Linked DNA regions of Sus scrofa: regions 1, 2 and 4 are each linked to region 3. Evidence: chromatin contacts called from public Hi-C and HiChIP or PLAC-seq data. All regions are on one chromosome and are shown on one strand. Each heading gives the region's core, a stretch centred on a gene start, on an enhancer-like site or on the middle of the called end of the contact. The rest is flanking DNA. Distances are from core to core; before and after follow the strand shown.

Region 1 (3,210 bases), core at 498-2,997, 290 kb after region 3:
TGGTGGCCCGGGGAGGCGCCCACGTGCTCTCCTGCATCCTCTTCCTCCTCTTCCTCTGGGAGAGCTGGGGCTGGAGTTAAGGGGGTCAGGACGGAGGCCACAGGGCCTGGTAATGCCCCTCTGCCCCTGGCCAGCATGCCCTGACGGCCGGTCCTGCCTTCCCTGACCCCAGGCCTGTCTGCCGGCCTCCTGGGCACCAACGATAACGAGGCAGGCAACGAGCTGATGCTGCCGGACGGCACGGTGGCTGGCAGCCTGGAGGAGTTCAGCCTGGCCTGGCAGGTGGGCCAGCTGGCCAGCCCTTCCTCCCTTGGGCTGGGCGTCATCACTGGGACGTGGTGGCCATGGGTGGGGAAGGAACCAGGTGGGATCCAGATGCGCCCTGGAGAGGGAAGCGTCCGGCGACTTGGCCATGGACCTAAGCAGGGTGTGGTGGGCCCCCCTCACCAAGGCTCTTGGGCCTGCCGGCTCTGGGGTGGCCCAGGGGGTGGCGGTCCCCTCCTGAGGCCACTGCACCCAGCGGAGCCGCCCAGGAGAAGAGGTCCAGGCAGGAGGCCAGAGTCTTAGGTTCGTCCCCCCAGGTGAGTGGTGACTGCGAGGCTGTGGAGAAGACACGACCCGCATGCCCAGGACAGAGCCCCGCCTGCCAGGCCCTCTTCCAGGACCCCCGCTCCAGCCTGAGGAGCTGCTTCGGGGTGGTGAGTGTGCGGCTGCAGAGGCCACTCAAGCAGATGGGCTGAGGGACAAAGGTGGCCCTGGCCCCGATCTAGCCCCCCGCCCCCGCCTCTTCTAAGCTACTCCCCAGGGTGCGGGGGGGGGAGGAGGGGGGGCAGGGTCACTGATCGCGGGTGCTGGATTGCAGGTGGACCCCGCGCCCTTCCTTAGCCTGTGCATCCAGGACCCCTGTGGCACCCAGGAGCACCCACCTGCCTGCAACCTGGCAGCCGCCTACATCCACCTGTGTGCCCGGGGCTCCGTGCCCCTGGACCCTCCTCCACAGTGCGGTAAGCTGCCGCGGCCACTCGCGCTCCAACCCTGCCTGGTTGACTTCTGCCTTCCATCCCAGAGAGAAAAACCAGGTTCTTTCTCATAGCTCCTGCCAAGGAGTCAGGCACTTAGCTGTCGTACAGTGAGCCAATCATCAAAGCAAAGTTATATGCAAAGGGGTGCTTATTGAGAAAGACAAAAAGGGCTCGTAGCTCCCGCCTCCATGCCAACTCCAGTGAGCCTGTGACCTCTGGCACAGGAGACAATCTCCGGGAGGTCAGGCAGCTGTAAAGTCAGCTCCTAAAAACATAGAACCACAGGAGTTCCCGTCGTGGCTCAGCAGAAACGAATTGGACTAGCATCCATGAGGTCCCCGGGCCTCGCTCAGTGGGTTACGGATCTGGCATTGCCACAAGCTGCAGTGTAGGTTGCAGACGCGGCTCGGATCTGGTGTGGCTGTGGCTGTGGTGTAGGCCGGTGGCTACAGTTCTGATTCGACCCCCAGTCTAGGAACCTCCATATGCCGCAGGTGCAGCCCTAAAAAGACATAAACTTAGAACCACAGACTTGCCATTAGGGGGGTTGAATGTCCACTCCCTACAGTGTCTGGGGACCTCCAGGCAGCCCTGCAGCCGGTGCCGTGCATGATTCCTGTAGCTCAAGCCCCGCTCCCCAGACCCGGAAGTTAGAGACTACAGCAAACAGCAGCCCTGTAAACAGAGCACTTACTCATGACATTCGTAGAAAAACAGGAAGCGGGGGGAGGTTACTGGAAGATCTAGAGTGACAGGGAGAGAGGTCTCTACATTACAGGAAGGATGATTAGGCTCAACAAGGAAAAGGGGGAAGTGATAGTCCAGGAGCAGGGTGGTGGTCAGGGGATAGAAAATTCCTAAGGGGGAGTTCCTGCTGTGTCACAGTGGAAACGAATCTGACTGGTATCCATGAGGATGCGGGTTCGATCCCTGGCCTCGCTCAGTGGGTTGGGGATCCAGTGTTGCCAAGAGCTGTAGTGCAGATGACAGACACAACTTGCCTCCTGCGTTGCCATGGCTGTGGTGTAGGCTGGCAGCTACAGCTCCTGTTTGACCCTTAGCCTAGGAACTTCTATGAGCTGTGGGTGGGTGCGGCCCTAAAAAGCCAAAAAAAAAATCCTAAGGGGTAACATCAGGCGTGGGCAAGATTCCGGCTCACCTGACCTAACGAGATTCTCGCTGAAGGCAGGCCCGGGTGGTCCCTGGGTGAGGACCCCTAGTCAGATGTTGAGGTGATCAGCTGTGGGGGGTCCTGCTAGAGCTGGATGACACAGAGATGACGGGAGACCGAAAGTCAGGGCTTGCTTGAGAAGAGTTGTAAGGAGCCCAAATAGAGTTTGATCAAGGAGAAAAATCTTTCTCCAAGACTTCAGATGCTAGAATTAGACATTATTAAAGACAAGCACCATTCCAAAACTAAGTTTTAGAAATGAAAAAATAGGAGTTCCCACTGCAGCGTAGGTCACAACTGCACCTCAGCACCGATCCCTGGGCCAGGCACTCCATAATCCGTGCGTGGGGTGGCCAAAAAAAGGGGAAAAAAAAGAAAAACGAAGAAAAGTATTCACTGAAATTTAAACCTTAATAGCAGAAGAGAAAATTAATTGGAAACCATGAAGGAATTTCAAAAACAAAATGAGGATTTGAGAGATGTGACTCCTCAGATTGAAGAAGTACAACGCGCCCCAAATGCTGTTAATAAACCCTTTCCAAGACCCATCAGAGTGACTGCAGGAGTTCCTGCCGTGGCTCAGTGGAAACAAATCTGACTAGCATCCGTGAGGATGCAGGTTCAATCCCTGGCTTTGTTCAGTGGGTTAAGGATCTAGCATTGCCATGAGTTGCGGTGTAGGTTGCAGATTCGGATCTGGCGTTGCTGTGAGCTGTGGTGTAGGATGGCGACTACAGCTCTGATGGGACTCCTAGCCTGGGAACTTCCCTATGCTACGGGTGCGGCCCTTTAAAAAAAAAGAAAAGAAAAAGACACAAACAGAGTGACTGCAGCAAAACCAAAACAAAGGTCTTCAGAGCCATCAGAGAGGATGAAGAAGAGGTGATCTTTCAAGACCCAACCTCCTACCAGCAACGACCGAAGACGGGGCCTGAAGCTTTACAGCATGAAGAGAGAATAATCGTCGGTTTAGAGTTTATGCCCAGTTCAGCTATTATTTAAGATTAAAGATGAAAC
Region 2 (3,501 bases), core at 347-2,846, 260 kb after region 3:
ACACTCCCCCATGGGTCGCTTCCTAACCCCACTCGCCGCCCCCTCCCTGGCCTGGCGCAGGCTGCCATTGTTTATAGGGCACCTATTGTGTGCCAGGCCTGTCCCCGCTCACGCATGTACAATCTCTGTGCTCCCCACATTCACGGCACCCACCATTCAGGGCACCATTTCGTTTTCCCCCGTTTTTATTTTGAATAATTTCCAACCTATAGGAAAGTTCCTGTAGGACGGTGGACATTCGTAAATCGGATTCCCTCCACCGGTTTTATCGTGATGTTTTATCCCACTGCTGCACCACAGTGGGAACTCCCAGGATCTGGTCTCTTAACTTTCAAATATACCAGACAGCAGGCTTGGCTGCAGTCATCCTGTTATCCATACATCCCGGGTATTTCTCTTATAGCACCGATTGGTAATATCTTGCCACATCTTTCCGCTTATACTTACATATGCTTATACATTTGTGTATTCGTACCCATTTTTTTTTCTGTATTGTCATGAGTTGATCCTGAGATGTTTTCGGAGATAGCATACCTCTTTATTCCTGTAACAAGGCTATTTTCTTGTGTGACCCAATAGAATTACAAAATTCAGGAAACTTAACGGGTGACATTATCAGACATATAGTTTGTAAAACATTTCCCAGTTGCCACAAGAATTCTTCTTGTGCAATAATGCCCTTTCCAGCTGTTTTGTAAGAACTGTTTTAGCCTTTACACCCAATTCCGGCTCTCTTGCAACTGTTCATCTCACCCCTGCAACGAAAAAGCAGCCACAGACAGTATTTAAATAAATGGGCCTGACTGTGTTCCAGTAACACTTTATTTGCAAGATCAGGAGGAGGGACAACTTTGGCCAGAAAGGCTGACTCCAGGAGTTCCTGTCGTGGCGCAGCGGTTAACAAATCCAACTAGGAACCATGAGGTTGCAGGTTCGATCCCTGGCCTTGCTCAGTGGGTTAAGAATCGGGCATTGCCGTGAGCTGTGGTGTAGGCCGCAGATGCGGCTCGGATTCTGCATGGCTGTGGCTGTGGTGTAGGCCAGCGGCTACAGCTCTGATTTGACTCCTGGCCTGGGAACCTCCATATGCCGCAGGTGCTGCTCTAAAAGGACAAAAAGACAACAAAACAAAACACTAGCGACTTGCCAGTGTCCAGGCAATTTTTTTTAATCACACATCTGAATTTGTCAGATTGTTTGTCTAAGACGTAATTCAAGGTGGACATTTTTCACAGGGGCATCGCAAAGTTAATGGGGCATCTGCAGAGCTTTTAAAAACACCAGTTCTAGGCCCTGTTCCAAGAGGTTCCATTTTTAAAGGTCTTAGGGTGGGGCCTAGAATCTGTATTTTTAGCAAGTGCCCTAAGTGATTTCCGCTATCCGGCCAACGTGGAAGTTAGCACATTATTTCATATAATTTTCATATCAACCCATTAATAAAGCAGGTATCCTTATCGCCATTTATCAGGTTGGAAAGGGAGGCTCGTGTAGGTAAAGAACTAGCCGGAGGTTCTTCACCCATACCTGGAAGAGCCATGTTGGATGCCATGCCCGATGCCTGTGTGTGGTCCTGGGCATTTGCCCGTCCTGCTGTCTACAGTGATCGTACAGCTAGAATTCTTGCCTGCCCGCCCAGGCCACTGGCTCTTTTCAAGTCAGTGTCATAGCGTGAAGGGCACTGGGAGATTGTTGTCATGGTCACACCTGGTCGTTGAAATGGAGATTCAGGACCCTCACATCAGCCTTTATCCCACCCAGGGAGCTGTGAGTTTGGGGGGGGCCTGGGGCTTTGGGAAGCAGAGCTTACGTAGAGCATGGAGCCAGCGTCTTCCTGAGTGTTACACCTGCAAAGATCTGACCTGCTTTTCTTCCAACCCAGCTGCGATACTCGGAGGGTGGAGCCGAGAGCACGTTTGTCTTGAGGATGGAGGAGCATCATTTCCACGTCGGCACCAGGCTCGTAGCTGCCAAGAACAGTCTTGCCAACATCATCAAGCTGGAACAGACCTTCCCCCAGGTGTGTGGAGGGGGCCAGGGCCAGGGCAGAGGGGGTGGTTCCTGGGGCAGCTCTTTGAAATAAGAGAGATTCCGGGAAGGATCCGGTGCAGGCAGGGCTGTGATGTCAGTTTCCATTTTTTGAGCATCTTCTAGGTACCAAGCCGGGAACTATTCCAGAAGCTGAGAATATTGCCTGGAACAGGCCTGATGGGTCCTTCCTCAAGTGTAGAGTATAGTGGGGAGACTGACCAAAAAATAAGAAGGAAAAAGGCCAGATGATGATATAGCCTATAGAAAAAACAGAATAGGGGATGCGAGTAGGAATTACGGAGAACTATGCAGGTGTCCAGGATAGGCCCCACTAAGGGGGAGACATTTGAACTACCCCCAATGACAGGCAAGGAAGTATCAGCCATTGGCAAGCTGGCGAAAGGGCATTCCAGGCAGAGAGAACAAGATGTGCAAAGGGCCTGGGGCAGGAATGAATTGGGTATGTTGAAGGAATGGCCACTGGGCTGGAGCACAGTGGGTAAGGGGGAGACAGTGAGCAGGAGGGGGTCCAGGCATGCAGAGCCTGTCAGGCCACAGGGAGGAGTTTGGATTTTAGTCTCTTTGAACCTGGAGGTCTTTTGAGGACGTGATCCAAATGATGCTTTTGGATTCCCTGAGCTGCTGTGTTGGGAGGGACCAGCAGGGGGCAGCAGAGACGCCAGTGAGCTGGGCGAGAATGATGGTGTCATGGACCAAGGTGGGGCGGTAGCAATGAGTTTTAGAGACATTTAAGAGCATGGGAGTTCCCTGGTAGCCTAGAGGTTAAGGATCCAGCATTGTCACTGCTGTGGCGTGGGTTCAATACCGTGCCCAGGAATTTCCGCATGCTGTGGGCACAGCCAAAAAAAAAGAGAGAGAGAGTAAACTATGCTCCTACCCACAAAAGTCCCCTACAGTGCCCTTGAGCCACCCTCCACCTGTGGCACCCACCAGCAGGGAGAGTGCCCCTTGCTGAGCCTTTGCACAGACTGTTCCTTCTGCTTAGAATGCCCTTCCTTGCTTTGTTCATCACCTACTTTCTCTGTGTTCCTTTGTTCCTTGCATATCTTTCATGGCCATTCTTGTCACCTTGTCCTACCATTTTCTGTTTCTGTGACCCTCTCTCCATCAACCTGGAGCCCCCGAAGGGCCAGGACTAGTATTGGTTATCATTGGACCCCAGTACTCAGCCCTGGTCGAGGACATAATACCTGCTCATTAAATGTTTGAGAAAGTCTACCACCCACCTCAGCAGCCCCCACATGGCACCATCCACGGGTCTAGCTCTGGGCTAAGCATGTCACACCCACTATATCACTGAAGCTGGCACTGTTATTCTTACCCCATATTAAAGATGAGTAGGAGTTCCCGTGGTGGATCAGAGGGTTTAGAACCCAACTAGTATCCATGAGGATGTGGGTTTGATCCCTGGCCTTGCTTAGTGGGCTAAGGGATCTGGTGTTGCTCTTGGAG
Region 3 (3,652 bases), core at 720-3,219:
TGGAACAGAAAAAAAGACTTTTTTGGGAAAAAAAAAAACCAAAAACCTGGGGAAATCTGAATAAAGCCCAGACTTTAGTAAATAATAATGTGTCACTGTTAATAATAGAGGAAGCTGGATGCGAGTGCATGGAATTCTCAACCCTACGTTCACCATCTTTCTCTAAATCAAAAACCATTCTAAAATTTAAAGTTTCTTTAAAAAAATTTGAGGGTGGACATAGATTGCTAACTTCTTATTTTGACTAGTAAAGCCATTAAAAACCTCCCCAACCACTCTCCACCCCAGTCTTTCCTTTTGCTGTTGTCGTTGATGTTTTGTAAGTTTTTTTTTTTTTTTGGCCACACCTTGAAGCCTGCGGAAGTTCCTGGGTGGGCCAGAGATCTAACCTGCACCACGGCAGCAGTGACCCAAGCTGCTACAGTGACAATGCTGGATCCTTAAGCCCCACAAGGGACTGCCCCCCCCCACATACTGTTTCATAAAAGAAAAGAGGTTTGTAACAGCAAGAAAACCTCCAACTTGGAGTTTCCTGGTGATCTAGCAGTGGTTAAGGATCAGGCGTTGTTGCTGCTGTGGCCTGGGCTCGATCTAGGGCCTGGGAACTTCCACAGGTCGCAGGCATGGCCAGAAAAAAAAAGGCAAACACTCAAGTGGCAGCAAGGGATATGTCTATCAACGAATGAAGAGACATAGCATGTGGTCTATTATTACAGTGGAGTATCATTCAGCCTTAAAGAGGAATGTAGCCTGGCTACGTGTTACAACACAGATGAAACTTTTTTTTTCTTTTTGTCTTTTTGCCATTTCCTGGGCCGCTCCCGCGGCATATGGAGGTTCCCAGGCTAGGGGTCCAATCAGAGCTGTAGTCACCAGCCTACACCAGAGCCACAGCAACTCGGGATCCGAGCCGCATCTGCAACCTACATCACAGCTCACGGCAATGCCGGATCCTTAACCCACTGAGCAAGGCCAGGGATCGAACCCTCAACCTCATGGTTCCTAGTCGGACTCGTTAACCACTGAGCCACGATGGGAACTCCAACACAGATGAATCTTGAAAACACGCTGAGTGAGAGAAGCTGGTCCCCAGAGACCGCAGATTGTACGATTCCATTTACACGAAACATTCGGAATAGGCAAATTCATCAAGAGGGACATTAGTTCGTGGTTGCCAGGGCTGGGATGAATTGGGGGAAAACAGCAGTGGGGGGCCATTGCGAGGGGGTCTGGGCTTTGAGGCAGGGTGATGATAGTGTTGTAGAATGGATTGTGGCGATAGTTGCACTGTTCTAGAAATATACGAAAAGCCGTGGGATTGTACACTGGGAATTGTGTGTGACGTCTCTCTTGGCTGCTCCTCTTTCCAGCCCTGTGCCAGCTCAGCTCCCTGGGCAGCCCTGAGCACAGGGGTCCGCCCCCCCCAATTTCCCACCTGGAGGATGCAGGTGTTGAATCAGGTACATTCTGAGGCTACATCCAGCGCCAAGAGCTTATGATTTTGTTTTGACAGATGGTTACGTTTTCACCAGAGCCACCTGCCCACAGAGACCTGGGATAATAGAGGCCAAAGGTGGCCCATCAGCTCAGAAACCTGTAATTCCGCACATGCCCAACCATCCACAGGGACCGGAAGGAGCCGAGCAGACGCCAGCGGAAACCCACAGATGTTTGCAATTGACAACAGACCCATCAGCAGATGTCCTTAAAGAATTTGCCGGCACCTGCTGCCTGTTTACCAATGCTCCCTCCGTGAAGTTCACCTTCAGCTCACGGTGACCACCGCCACCGCCGCCGCCACTGGGGCCCCAAGTCGGGGATGCCTAGCTCGGGTGGCCCCTTGCTCTAGCCCCCAAGGACAGTCACTTGACCTCTCTGAGCCAGAGATGCTGCATGTGTGAAGGAGAAGTGGTAACGCTCACCTCCTAGGATGGCGGTGACGATTCGAAATGAAAACGTCTAGGGCCCTTGGCGTGGGGTCAGCTCCAGGTAGGTGCCCGGTCAGTGGCAGCTGTTGTGATTCCTCACCTCTTAGCCTCCGTTTCCCCAGCTGGGTTTGGACAGGGCTTATCTAGATCAGTGGTTCTCAGTTGGGGGTGATTTTACCCCCCAGCTGTGGGGCAAGGGAAGCTGCTGGCATCAGGTGGCGTCGGAGATGCTGCCAACGTCCGACAGGGTGCAGGACAGCCACGCACAGCGGGGGATTGTCCAGCCCCAAATGTCCACATGATCTGTATTAAGAAACCCTGGACTAAGTTCATCTCTGCGTTTCCCTCGCAGTAGAGGAAGTTTGGGTTGGGTCTGTGTTGCCTTGTGCTGGGAGGGGTCTGGAGCATCCAGGCTTTCAACCCGGACGTGGCCCCGTAGACTGGACCTCGGGCCTGGGACACTTCCTCCCAGGAGGCAAAGAGGCCCCTCAGCCTCAAAGCCTCATGTGGGGACCTTGTTCCTGTTTCAGGCCCAACGTGTGCATGTTTGTCTGGCTTAAGTGTGTGCATGTGTCACGGGGCGCTTGGCCAGCCTCACTGCTGTATTGTCCCCTGTGGGGAGGGGACAGGGTCCTGTGTTCAGTGACACAGGAGGGGTGCATGGATCAACTGCTGGGAGAGACCCGCTGGCCGTGGGGGACCGGATAGAGCTATTAGTATGTGGTGTATTGTCTGTTTCCCGCCCCCGCCTCATACGTCAGTCAACTACCAATGACTGTATGATGGTTGCACAGCTCTGAATGTACTAAAAATCATTGAAATGTACACTTTAAATGAGTTGATTGTAGGGTGTGTGAATTATATCTCAATGCATCTGTTAGAAAAAAAAAAAAGTGGATTCCAAGGTGCTTAGCTGAGCCAGGTTGTATTCAGGGTATTTCCTTAAAAGCCACACGTTTGGCCTCCAGGGGGCTGTGTTCGGCTGGTGAGACTTCGACATTTTTCCTTCTGTGCTGCTTGCAGTTACCTAGATTCCTTCATCTGCCTGTCTCCCATCCGGCGCCAAGATATCACGTGATCTCCATATGCTGCCTCAAGTTGCCAGGGTGCCTCGGCTGTGTCCCCATCCGCCTCCAGGCCATCCATTCCTCAGAATCAGTCTCTCACTCCAGCTGCGGTTACTCTTGCGAAGAGCCTCCGGGGGGAGTGTCCATTGTGGCTCAGTGGATTAAGAACCTAACTGGTATCCATCAGGGTGCGGGTTTGATCCCTGTCCTCGCTTAGTGGGTTAAGAATCCAGCATTGCCTGAGGCAAGCTGTGTAAGTCACAGACATGGCTCGGATCCCATGTTGCTGTGGCTGTGGTGTAGACCACCAGCTGTAGTTCTGATTCAACTCCTAGCCTGGGAACCTCCATATGCCGTGGGTGCGGCCCTAAAAAGCAAAAAAACAAAAAAAGGCCTCCTGGGGGTGGGGGATCAGGGCAAGCAAGAGGCTGTACCATGAATAGAAGGGTTTTAATGCGGGGACCAGCCTCACAGCTGCTGGGATTGTCAGAGGCCTGGGAACCTGGGGCAGGAGGGTGGCTGCAACCTGGTGCCCTTGACCTGGAGGTCACACGGTAGGTCTGCTCACCTGCTCCTGACCAACTGTGCAGAAGCCAAGAGTCTCGAGACCAGAGTTCCCGTTGTGGCCCAGCGGAAATGACTAGGAACCACGAAGTT
Region 4 (3,434 bases), core at 62-2,561, 400 kb after region 3:
TCCTCCGAAGCCTGTGGTCAGATCGTCGCTTCCTGGGAAGCCCAAGCCAAAACTGGGGACAGCAACAGGCAGGGAGGGGCGCAGAAGCAGCCATCTAGAGGCTCCGGCACTACGGGGCAGAGCAATGGCGAAAGCAGTCCGGAGGGGTCCCAAACGAGACCCCAAGGGCGGGTGGAGGTGTCTGGCTCCAGAGTAGAGGACCCAGATCTAGCCAAGGTGGGTGATGAGACACCTGATGGGGCAGAAGAATGTGCTAGGGTCAGTCCAAAGTATCCTTAAGGGGTTGGCTGCAGAAATCTGCGACCGAGAGCAGTGGCGGGGGCGGGGGAAGCTGGGCCACTAGGTCCGAAGGGGCGTCTGAGAACTGCCCAGGGAGCTCAGGGATGGGGCTGGAGACCTGAATAGAGGGGTCCTAGGACAGGTGCGAGGCTAGATCAGGACAGGGGGCCTCCCGGGGAAAGGTTCCCGGATTTGTGGCAAAGGTCGAGCGAGCCTGGCCTCCGAGGCGCGCACAAAAAGAAACCGAAAGTGGCGCGGAAGGGCGGGCCTGTAGTGGGGGGGGGGGTGTAGCCGTAGGGGGCGGGGCCTTCACTGACCACACCTCCAAGCCAGTTTAAAAGACTGGTGCAGGGGCGGGCGCGGAGCAGAGCGAGCTGCGGCCGTGGCAGCTGCACGGCTCCCGGCCCCGGAGCATGCACGAGAGCCGCCCCGGAGACCCCCGCCGCCCCGCCCGCGGCGCCCCGCGCCCCGCCGCCAGGTGAGCCCGGCACTGGGCAAGAAAGCGGGAGGGAAAGGGGAGGACGGCACAGGACAGCCAGGTTGCCAGGGCGGCCTCGGGCGCTGCGTGGTGGGGTCGCGGCCGCCACGCCCCTAGCCCCGGCTGGCTCCACCCTGGCAGACCCCCGCGCTTGGGGGTTCCCGCAACGCAGCTTTTCTGCCTTTGCGCAAATCTCGGAGTCGAGGCGCCAATCCCCGGCCTGGCCAGCAGGCGGCGGCCGTAGGGCGGCGAATGGGGAGCCGAGTGGCCGGAGTTGGGGCTGGTTTCTCCAAAGCACCTCTCTCCACGCCCCCCTCTCTTAACCAAACTTTGAGCGACTCCGAGCCCCACCGAGCTCCCAGCCGCGTGGAAGTACTCTGCGGACGGGGAAGCCCATTTTCTAGATGAGACCACTGAGGCTCAAAGGGCCGCCCCGACCTGGTCTTGCGCCCTCGACCCATTAGAAACGGATCCCCACCCCTCCTAAGTTGCCTCGCGGGTTCTCACCTGCCCAGCCCCACCCAGACTCCCCGCTCACTGACTGTCTCCCCCATCAGCGCACCCCCGGACGCTATGGCCCACCCCTCCGGCCGACCCCGCGTGTAGGATGGTAGCACACAACCAGGTGGCAGCCGACAATGCAATCTCCACGGCAGCAGAGCCCCGACGGCGGCCAGAGCATTCCTCCTCCTCCTCCTCCTCTTCATCTTCATCCTCCTCCTCCTCCTCACCCGGGGTCCCGGCGCGCCCGCGGCCCTGCCCGGCGGCCCCGGCTCCAGCCCCGGGCGACACGCACTTCCGCACGTTCCGCTCGCACGCCGACTACCGGCGCATCACCCGCGCCAGCGCGCTCCTCGACGCCTGCGGCTTCTACTGGGGGCCTCTGAGCGTGCACGGGGCGCACGAGCGGCTGCGCGCCGAGCCCGTGGGCACCTTCCTGGTGCGCGACAGCCGCCAGCGGAACTGCTTCTTCGCCCTCAGTGTGAAGATGGCTTCGGGCCCCACAAGCATCCGCGTGCACTTCCAGGCCGGCCGCTTCCACCTGGACGGCAGCCGCGAGAGCTTCGACTGCCTCTTCGAGCTGCTGGAGCACTACGTGGCGGCGCCGCGCCGCATGCTGGGGGCCCCGCTGCGCCAGCGCCGCGTGCGGCCGCTGCAGGAGCTGTGCCGCCAGCGCATTGTGGCTACCGTGGGCCGCGAGAACCTGGCGCGCATCCCCCTCAACCCCGTCCTCCGCGATTACTTGAGCTCCTTCCCCTTCCAGATATGATCGGCCGCGCCCGCCCTGCACGGAGCATTAACTGGGGCGCCTTATTATTTTCTATTATTAATTATTATTTCCTTGGAACCATGTGGGTTGGAGGGAGCGAGTGTGGGGGCGAGGCGCCTCCCGCCCTCGGCTGGAGACCCCTCCCGTAGACCCCTCCCCACCTCTTGTGGGGGTGCCCCCTCTTGGTGCTCCCTCTGGGTCCCCCTGGTTGTCCCCCTGGTAGTAGCTTAACTTAACTATCTGGGGCCAGGACCTGAACTCAGTACCTCCTACCTCTTCATGTTTACATATACCCAGTATCTTTGCACAAACCAGGGGTTGGGGGAGGGTCTCTGGCTTTATTTTTCTGCTGTGCAGAATCCTATTTTATATTTTTTACCACCAGTTTAGGTAATAAACTTTATTATGAAAGTTTTTTTTTTTTTTAAGAAAAAAGGTTTCTAGAGCGTGTGCTTTGGTCAAAGGTTTTCCATGATTCTGAGCGGGTCCCCGGGGTCCTAAGACTGACCTGTTCAGCTTGGCCAAAGGCCGTGTGGGGCCCAAGTTCTGGCTGGGAGCCCTGCATGGCTCTACCCACAGTGCTCAAGGGGAGAGGAACAGTTTGTCTAGTTTTGGTCTTGTCTCTGGTAACATGGCAGCTCGAGTTTGAGCACTTAATGTGTGCCAAGCCCTATTCTGTGCTTCACATGCTTAAATTGACTTAATCTATAAAGACAACCCTATGAAGCAAGGCTCTAATCCCCATCTTACAGAAGAGAACACTGAGGCATTTTAAATTTGCCTGTGGTCATCCCTATGGCCTTTTTTGGCTGTCCTCCCAGAAATCTGAAATGGATGACAGAGAGGAAACTTCTTTCATTCTATGACCACAACTTCTTCCAGGAAGAGGGTGGGGGTGGGGGCTCGATGAGTTTTTGGAAGGAGTGGCACATTCTGAAACTCAGTATCTAGGGAGACATAGTTTAAATGGGATGGGGATTCAGTGCTGGGTCTGACTTCCTTCTTCCCGCTCTCTTCTAACTCATGTACTTTTTGGTGAACACACAACTTGGAGCCAGAAAGACGCTTTGTGGTCTGTGGTGGAAGGAGGGCCCTTTTGGCGGCTTTGGGCAATTCCCTTTGCCTCTCGGGGCCTCAGTGACTACCTCTAAAATGGGCTGGCTGGAAGAGGTGCTTTGCTGTAACCCTCAGCAGCAGGCACTGATGCGTAGTGGTTGGAGGAGGTGGTGTTTTTGGGAACTTGGGCTGGCCAGCATCACCAGAGGGTTCCCAGGCTACTCCTGCATCTGTGGCCGGCCTGCTGGCCACTCACACCTGAGCTGCTGCTCTTGGTGGATTGAGCCACTTTCAGGTTTAGGGTTAAGCAGCCTCACAGACACATTACACTTCATTTTTAGAAGTCAGAAT

The links. A called contact is a pair of places that touch in the nucleus more often than the background predicts. HiChIP or PLAC-seq counts read pairs in DNA pulled down with a chosen protein or histone mark.
Region 1: an H3K27ac HiChIP or PLAC-seq map of alveolar macrophages shows a contact between it and region 3. The contact joins the enhancer-like site here to the promoter of LITAF in region 3. A contact is called at or near these places in 2 of 5 promoter capture datasets (fetal liver and liver), 22 of 47 Hi-C or Micro-C datasets (alveolar macrophages, brain, embryonic fibroblasts and 14 more) and 2 of 2 datasets of contacts at active chromatin or transcription factors (alveolar macrophages and skeletal muscle).
Region 2: a contact with region 3 is called in an H3K27ac HiChIP or PLAC-seq map of alveolar macrophages. The contact joins the enhancer-like site here to the promoter of LITAF in region 3. A contact is called at or near these places in 2 of 5 promoter capture datasets (fetal liver and liver), 22 of 47 Hi-C or Micro-C datasets (alveolar macrophages, brain, embryonic fibroblasts and 14 more) and 2 of 2 datasets of contacts at active chromatin or transcription factors (alveolar macrophages and skeletal muscle).
Region 4: a Hi-C map of retroperitoneal adipose tissue shows a contact between it and region 3, with 1.4 times the contacts expected there. The contact joins the promoter of SOCS1 here to the promoter of LITAF in region 3. A contact is called at or near these places in 1 of 5 promoter capture datasets (fetal liver) and 3 of 47 Hi-C or Micro-C datasets (embryonic fibroblasts, retroperitoneal adipose tissue and subcutaneous adipose tissue).

The regions. Positions count from the first base shown.
Region 1 is chr3:31,768,039-31,771,248 of Sscrofa11.1, forward strand. LOC102157603 reads left to right here. Exons shown (of 53, transcript XM_021086611.1): 50 at 173-282; 51 at 582-698; 52 at 863-1,004. Among named protein-coding and RNA genes, the nearest start is that of RMI2, 45 kb to the right of the region's middle. Within about 2 kb of position 1,748, at least 8 of the 83 cell types and tissues checked have an H3K27ac peak or open chromatin away from gene starts, as enhancers often do. A contact at or near this core is called in alveolar macrophages, fetal liver and retroperitoneal adipose tissue, where this site is marked.
Region 2 is chr3:31,742,350-31,745,850 of Sscrofa11.1, forward strand. It overlaps LOC102157603, which reads left to right. Exons shown (of 53, transcript XM_021086611.1): 33 at 1,880-2,017. Among named protein-coding and RNA genes, the nearest start is that of RMI2, 71 kb to the right of the region's middle. Within about 2 kb of position 1,597, at least 3 of the 83 cell types and tissues checked have an H3K27ac peak or open chromatin away from gene starts, as enhancers often do. A contact at or near this core is called in alveolar macrophages, where this site is marked.
Region 3 is chr3:31,480,636-31,484,287 of Sscrofa11.1, forward strand. LITAF (lipopolysaccharide-induced tumor necrosis factor-alpha factor) reads left to right here and starts at 1,970. Exons shown (of 4, transcript XM_021086604.1): 1 at 1,970-1,989.
Region 4 is chr3:31,880,580-31,884,013 of Sscrofa11.1, forward strand. It overlaps SOCS1 (suppressor of cytokine signaling 1), which reads left to right and starts at 1,312. Exons shown (of 1, transcript NM_001204768.1): 1 at 1,312-2,143. The coding sequence starts at 1,365. The coding sequence ends at 2,027.